2 separate regions of the Gossypium hirsutum genome follow, and region 1 is linked to region 2. Evidence: chromatin contacts called from public Hi-C data. All regions are on one chromosome and are shown on one strand. Each heading gives the region's core, a stretch centred on a gene start, on an enhancer-like site or on the middle of the called end of the contact. The rest is flanking DNA. Distances are from core to core; before and after follow the strand shown. Region 1 holds the start of LOC107910752 (2,3-bisphosphoglycerate-independent phosphoglycerate mutase). Region 2 holds the start of LOC107910670.

Region 1 (3,965 bases), core at 1,414-3,913, 310 kb after region 2:
GGCACCTCACCCTTTTTTTTCAAACAAGTACAGGATTTCATTGAAATCCCTACAAACAAGCCATGGAAAATTTTGGGTTTGCCCCAATCTTCGAAGTAAATTCCAAGTGCTAGTTCTATCTTTAGCAAAAGGTGCCCCATAAAACCTAGTAAAACGCCATTCTTGATCAATTCAGTTTTCCTTGATAATAGCATCAATGTGATTAATAGAATAATTCATTATTGTAATAGTAACATCATCCTTCTATGCCAAAGAGAGTCCACCTCGTGATCCCTCAGGCTCTACCTCGAAATCATTGATAAAACCATAACTTCTTCTTACCCTTTCCATACGCCTTCTATTAATTTTTGTCTCCATGAAGAAGACCATTTGAGAATTGTGTTGCTTCAGTAAAAATCGAAGCCTTCTTTTTGCCTGTGGACTCCCCAATCCACGAACATTCCAACTTAAAGTTTTCATTGAGCTCGGCCGGCTTGCCTAAAGGCAGTCGTCAGTCCTAATTGAGAAGAAGCAACCAATTGCTCCGAGGTCACTTTCGTTGGTGAAAGATCAATGCTTTCCATATCAAGTCTTCCTCTTTTGCTACTATTAGCACAAAGTGAAGAATACTCATTATCCCTTCCCTCATCTAGCCCATACTTTCTCTTTCCCGTCACATTCTCCATTTTAGCATTTTTATCCATTGCATTCCTCACCAGTCTCCTCTAGCCCAACTGTTTGGATATTTTGGGCTTTTCTTCCATTATCCTATCCAACCCATTTGGATTTCCATCTTTCATTCTAATCAAATTTGGCAGAACCACTTTCGGTGGGCTAGACTTCTCCCCTTGGTACCTTACCACCGAAATCTCATCGGTCATAACCTCCGACTGCAGCTCCATTCTCATACTAGCACCCTCTTTCACCCTAGTATTTGAGTATTGTTTCATGGCTTTTTTTTTGCAAAAAAAACCAAATTGCATACATTCTTTACCCAATATATTGGAATCAGTGCGTAACGCAACTGAATAAGGTAGATCGCCTTCAGACTGTTCTCTTCTTGAATTTTTTAAACATGACCCACACAACCACATCCAAAGTAGAAAATCGGTAAATTTTCATATTTAAAGTGTAATGAAACTCTCTCCTAATTTCCCACCGAGATAAAAATTCCCCTTCGCAGTGGTTTCTGAATATCCAATTGGACTTTCAATCGGCAATCATCCCCTTTTATCTCCGATTGAAGCACCCCTCCAAAGGTAGAACCTATAGCATGCATTAAATCTTTCTTTTTCTACTCAGGCGGACATAAACCTATATTAAGCCAGAACAGATAGAGAACCAATTTAATTTTACTCCTTTCTATGGCTTCCTTCAGTTTTTCAAAGATAATCAACTGCTTTCGAAATAACCAAGGCCTCCTTTCCAAAATCATCTCCAAATCATCCTCATCTTCAAACGAGATTTGAAATAAATTTTGCCCTGCCACTTGGATCTCTAAATTTTTCTTTTTTTTTTTCCATATACTCTTCATTTGTGCCCTAAAACTATCTAGATTATATGATCTTTGTCTCCACACTGAACATAGCAGCATCGATTTTCCAGTCGGAACAACCAGCGAACTTTTAACATTTAGTTGAACAAGTTTGTCTGCTAAGAGGGAGATTTATCCCTCACCATTGTTGACAAAATCACCACCCTACTCTTACCCAACTACAGTAAGCATTGTTTGTCTGGGACACTAAGAGAGAACACTCATAATTTTTAGGCTGTGTACCTTTTTTATTCTACAAATAATCTTAAAAAGTTGTGATATGTCTCTTTTTGTTAAACATTTATTTATTTTTAATATTGTAGAGACACTTGTCAACTCCTAATCCTACTTATAAATCTAAAAACTCTATTACCATTTTATCAAATATTTTTCAATTATAATTATTCAAATGAAAAATGTATTGAATATTACAATATTCAAATTCCAATAATGATAAAATATGTCATAAATCTATATATTATTCAAAAATTTAGATCTAGCTGTTAACATTGTTAAATTTAAATTCATTTTTATTTATATAATTTTCAAATAAATATTTTTAATTTTTATTTACATAATTTTCAAATAAATATGTTTTAATTTTAAAAATAAAGTAATTAAATTCTTAAAAAACTAAATTTTAAATTAGTGAAGAGTAGAGGTGCTCATGGGCCGGGCCCATAAAAAATTTTGGCCCGGGCCCGGCCCGAAATATGGGCCTAAAATTTTTCCCAGGCCCGGCCCGGGAAAAAATCATAAGCCCGGGCCCAGCCCAGCCCAGCCCATTTTTTAATAAATACCAAAAATTTATTTTAAAAATCAAAAAAAGTATTTTAAAAATATTTTAAAATTAAAAAAATTTAAAAAATAAATATATATTTATTATATAGGGCTGGGCCGAGCTGGGCCCGGGCCAAAAAAATGGTGCTCGAGTCCCGGCCCGTTTTCTAAACGGGTCTCATTTTTTTGCCAAATATTATATTTCGAGTCTATATTTTTATCCAAACCCTCTAATATTTCGAGTGGGCCGTCGGGCTGGGCCGGGCCGCCTGGCCATGAGCACTGAAAAGATTTATGGCAAGTATTAACCTGTGGATAATGACCGATGAAAAGTATATTCGAGATTTTAAACTTGGGAGATGCTTAGGTGTAGGTTAGGTAAGTGAAAAGGGATGATCACGTGGTGATGCACTCACCCACGGGTTCGCTACGCACTCAGTCTTCACGCCATCTGTTTTATATATATTGTTGTTATTATTTAAGTCAAAACCTGAAAGCTGCAACGCTTCGCCATTCACTCCGTTCACCCTTTTTTTTTTCATTTTGCCTGATTTTTCGAGTTTTAGATTTCTTATATAATCAACTACCTAATCCTCTCGCTCTCTCAACCACAAGCTAACTAGCAAACACCCACACATACTAACATCTATGGGGAGTTCAGGGCAGCAAGTCTCCTGGAAATTGGCGGATCACCCAACACTTCCAAAGGGGAAGACCCTTGCTCTCATCGTTCTCGATGGCTGGGGCGAGTACAAACCCGATGAGTACAATTGCATTCATGTTGCTCAAACTCCCACCATGGATTCTCTCAAACAGGTTCCTTTGCTTTATATTTCTGTTTTTAAGAAGTTTAACTTAGATCAGGAGTTTTTTTCCGAAAGCCTTTGATGTGGGTAATCGATTCCATGCTGTTATTTGTTATGGATCTCGTTTGTTCTAAGCAAATGAAAGTTTCTTCTTCTTTTTTTTTGTGCCTTTACTAATTAGATGTTAATCTTCATGCTTGATTTTTGCTTCTATCATTTGTTCATTTATAAAAAGTTAGTTCTGCAACAGATCTGGTGTTAGTTTCGTTTTCTTCAAACTGCTAGGTTTAGATTCGTCTCTCTATGAGAAACAAAGACTTGACTGTTCCATTTGGATAACTAATAGTACATAGATACTTCAGTAAAAATGATGAGTGAGTTAGGGTAATATAGTATATATTAGCTTCATTCCACCCATACTAGGGATTATAAGTATGTTCCATTTGAGATATTTTGTTACATTCTTTTGTTTCATAGTAGGATTCCATTTCCATATATCAATATGTAAAGAGAGTAAGAGACTTAGTTTAATTGGAATTAATCTTGTTGATAGGGTGCCCCTGAAAAGTGGAGATTAATCAGAGCTCATGGTAAGGCTGTAGGGCTCCCCACAGAGGATGACATGGGAAACAGTGAAGTTGGTCACAATGCTCTCGGTGCAGGTCGCATTTTCGCTCAAGGGTAAGCTTCACTTCCTCCTTTAGAGCGACATTCTGTCTTGTGAACTAAATGCATTGCTATGCTTCTTTTTTTTTCTTACATTTCTTATCCATGTTATTCAAACTTCGGTGCAAGTGTAAAAATTGTTGATATATTCAAATTTTCCAAGTTTTTCCATCTGTTTGGGGAGTCCTTAAAGGGTAACA
Region 2 (4,122 bases), core at 1,021-3,520:
TAATTTAATCCTTTTCCATTTCTAACTTAAAAACCTATCTATTTAATCCCTAATACTTAAACTATTTAACAATGTAAACATCTAAAATCTTGAATAATACTAAAAATTACAATATGGGTCAGGTAGCCCTAAGTATCGAGATTCCGAAAATATAAAAATGACAAGAAAAGAGGACTAAATTGACTAACCAATTGAAATTTGAAAGTTTGGAGCCCTTGGTGTCGTCAGCCACTTTGTTTCTTTCTCTTTTTTTTTTCTTTAATTTGCATGCAATTGTTTCATCTTTCTTTCCACTTTCTTTCATTTATTTATTATGTTTTCATTTTATTATCTTTATTATTATCATTATTATTAAAGTTACTTTAATATATAACATATACACATGCAAATTCATTAAACCATAACTGCCCACCATTTTAATAAATGGTAAATTTGCTAATTTAGTCCCTTCTATTTCTTTCAATCTATAATTCAACTTTTAACCCTTACGTGATTTAGTCCCTGTACCTTAATAACTCCTAATTTCACGAAATTTACTAATCCAAAAATCAATTATTTATTAAGTTAGCCTCGTAAATATTTAATAAAAATATTTATGGGTTTGGTTTACGAAAATAGAGTCCCAAAAATAGGTTTTTCGACACCCCTGACTATTAGGTCGTTACAGAAACACTCCTCCCCCAACTTCAAATCTTCCAACCGCTTACTACATTCTTGAAACTTATCATTATCGCCCTCTATACCCGGTTCAAATATTAGTTGATATAACTTGGACATCATGCACTTGTGACCAACCCTGTATTTGGCCCTGCACCAATAGCAAAGTCATTTCTTTATTATGTCTTCAATCTCAGCAGAAGATAATGACTTAGGTATTCCACGAGGCTATCCTTTAATATTGGGTGAACCCGCTAGTGTAGCCCCCCATTCGATGGTTAAGGGTATCTAGGCCCTTTCTAACCAGTGAAGTTCAAAACAGATTGGGGTGTAAGCTTGAAATGAGCACCCCACCCCACCAACAACCTTCGTTTGGATGAGCCATTGAGGATGGCTTCCACCTATCTAGCAGTCAAAAACCTTTCCATCAAGGTGGTAGGTTTTAAAAGCTCTAGGCATTGCCCCACATCAGCCTTCAAATTAGTGATGAATATACTAACAACGTATTGTTTAGGTAACTGCAACTGATTTAACAAACTAATGAAAGAATTATAGTATTGATCGACTGAACCTACATGTTTAAGGGAGAGTTATTCTTTCATAGGATCCTAGACAGTTTGAGATCCAAACTTGTCCTTGGGACTCTGCGTATATGACTCCAATTCAACATGTGGAACCCCCTTGCCTTTGAGCATAAAAATGATGTCAATCGAAAGCCCTTCCCTCTAAATACAACATGACCATCCTTACTCTAGCATTCACAAGAATCTTCTTAGCCAAAAAGTACTATTCTAGTTTTGCCTACCAACCTCTAAAATTTGTACCGTCAAAATGAGGGTAATCCAATTTAGGGGGTTTAGTATTGACCTTGACAACACCAGACTTTTGGATTGGAAACAAGGAATCCTTAGGAGGGAATCTTGGTAGAGGCTCACTCAACACTCCTATCCCTTTGTTAGACAGTAAAAGTTTTCCCAAATATTGCTCAAATATACCATGAACTTGACCTTGAAGCTCAGCCTTCAACTCACCGCGAAAATCCTCCTTTAGTTCTTTGAACCTATCCCTAATACGACTATCCAATTTGTCTCCAATACGACTATCCAGTTGAGAGGGTTCGGATTGAAGCTTAGTGACTTCTTGTTGCAGATAAGTAACCTCCTTTTGCAGACAAGTGAAAATTCCATCTCCGACCATGAGAATTGACTTGCTCTGATTCTTTTGTTAGGAGATTGTTTCCAGGAAAACCAAGAGAACAGAAAACATAAAGAAAGAGCAGAGAAAAAAAATAAAATTTTCATTATAGCCAAAAACATCCCTTCCTTCTTTCCCCGATTCAATTATAACGAAGAAGAAGGATTGCAACATGGAAAGAAAACAAAGGCAATTACAATTGGAACAAAACACATCGTTTAACAAAGACGAATCAAAACTATTCATTTCATTAAAAACCCTTTTCCCCAAAACACTATGTAGAACATTAAACACAAAACATAACAGAATAATATAATTTAAAAACTTATTAAAGTACCCAACTCTATTATCAAAATATCTAACAGTTAATTTTTATCTTATTAAATTAAATGGCCATTTCAACGAAGCGGTCTAAGAAAGAGGCGACCCAAGAAAACCGGTTAAGAGAGGTTGCATATTAAAAATTAATTATCGTTTGCAGTAATACGGTTCCCTTATTTTCTTCTACATATCTCTCTTATCTATTTTCACATACCGCTCCAACCCGATTCGGCTCCGAAATGGACTCTGAGTCTGTAAGTTCCGCGAATCCCTCACGCTTGCCTCTGAGCGTTTAGAAAGAAACTTTTCGGGAAAATAACATAAGAGAAAACAAAAAAAAACTGAATCCATCCATTTCTAGGGCTTTAATTGAATGTATTCATCTATATATTTAAAATTTAAATATTAATTGGACGTTATTTTTTCTTTTTCTTTTTGTTTTTCATATCTAGTTTTGAAGGATTCGCGATTGTAAATGCTGCTTAGGGTTCTTGAAGAATTGCTGCTTTGAAATATATATATTTCGATTTGGAACGGGTTTTCCTGGGTTGGTTTTTTAATGTTGGAACCTTTTCTTTTTGGAGGAGGTAGCTTGATTGGGGGGGTTGATTTTAGGGTTTTTAGCCATTGATTTGTAAAACGGGAAAGATAGGTTTGGGTTAGAGGATAATGTGTATACTGTGTGTGATTCAGAAGTGGTCTCGCCGGGTTGCTACGATGCTGCCTTGGTTAGTTATACCTCTCATAGGTTTATGGGCTCTTTCTCAGCTATTGCCACCTGATTTTCGATTTGAGATCACGTCCCCAAGGCTGGCTTGCGTTTTTGTGCTTTTGGCAACTCTGTTTTGGTATGAGATTTTAATTCCCCGGCTATCTGCTTGGAGGGTTAGAAGGAATGCACGCCTCAGGGAGAGGAAGAGGTTTGAGGCTATAGAACTGCAGAAGCTTCGTAAAACTGCGACACGAAGGTGCCGGAACTGCCTGACTCCATATAGGGATCAGAAACCTGGTGGTGGTCGGTTTATGTGCTCTTATTGTGGCCATATTTCAAAGAGACCTGTTTTGGACTTGCCAGGTCCACCTGGTCTGGGTATTTCAAATTCTGGGATCATTAAGGATCTTGTTGGAAAAAGTGGTAAAATCTTGAATGGAAAAGGATGGTCGGAGAATGGGTGGATGTGTGGGCAGGATTGGTTAGAGAATGGCAACTGGGTCTCTGGGTCCGTTGGAGGGAAGCCTAGCTATTGGTGGAAGAATGGCACAGGTGACTTTGGAGGAGATGAAGATTGTTTGGCGAAGAAATCTTATTCAGGAATTGTTATTTTTGCATGCAGACTGTTAACGTCCTTCTGGAGCATTAGGTGGCTTTTGAGAAGGATTTTTGGGGTTAGTTCATCGAATTATGATGCTTCATCTGATGCAGACCACAGGGGCATGTTGACTAAGAGGGGTGAGAGTGGGACAAGCTTTCATGAGAGCAGAGGAGAAAAAACACGCAGAAAAGCTGAAGAAAAGAGACAGGCTAGGTTAGAAAAAGAGCTTTTGGAGCAAGAAGAGAGAAAGCAAAGAGAGGAGGTTGCAAGATTGGTGGAAGAAAGGAGGAGACTGAGGGATGAAAAATTGGAGGCTGAAAGAGATCGCAGCAAATTATCACCATCTGCAAAGGAGAAAGAGATAAAAAGGGAAGCTGAAAATAAGTCTAAAGAGAGAAGGAAAGAGAAAGATAAAGCATTTAGTAAGAGCCACACTGATGCAGAAGAGCTTGAAAAGAGAGCTGTTAAGGAAGCTGAACTGAAGCGTGACTTTGATAAGAAGTGTGAGATTGATTTCCGGGAACATCTGAGGTCTGGGTCTGATAATCTAAAGGGCAATGCTCTAGAAACAGGACATGTAATTAAAAGTACTCCTGCAATTAATTTTAGCCGGGGAAATGGTGGAACTAGATACCTT

The links. Hi-C and Micro-C count contacts between places; a contact is called where the count stands out from the background.
Region 1: a Hi-C map of leaf shows a contact between it and region 2, with 2.2 times the contacts expected there. The contact joins the promoter of LOC107910752 here to the promoter of LOC107910670 in region 2. A contact is called at or near these places in 7 of 34 Hi-C or Micro-C datasets (hypocotyl, leaf, petal and 1 more).

The regions. Positions count from the first base shown.
Region 1 is chrD02:29,740,776-29,744,740 of Gossypium_hirsutum_v2.1, forward strand. It overlaps LOC107910752 (2,3-bisphosphoglycerate-independent phosphoglycerate mutase), which reads left to right and starts at 2,664. Exons shown (of 9, transcript XM_016838732.2): 1 at 2,664-3,109; 2 at 3,653-3,780. The coding sequence starts at 2,942.
Region 2 is chrD02:29,432,094-29,436,215 of Gossypium_hirsutum_v2.1, forward strand. LOC107910670 reads left to right here and starts at 2,271. Exons shown (of 4, transcript XM_016838610.2): 1 at 2,271-2,426; 2 at 2,625-4,122. The coding sequence starts at 2,842.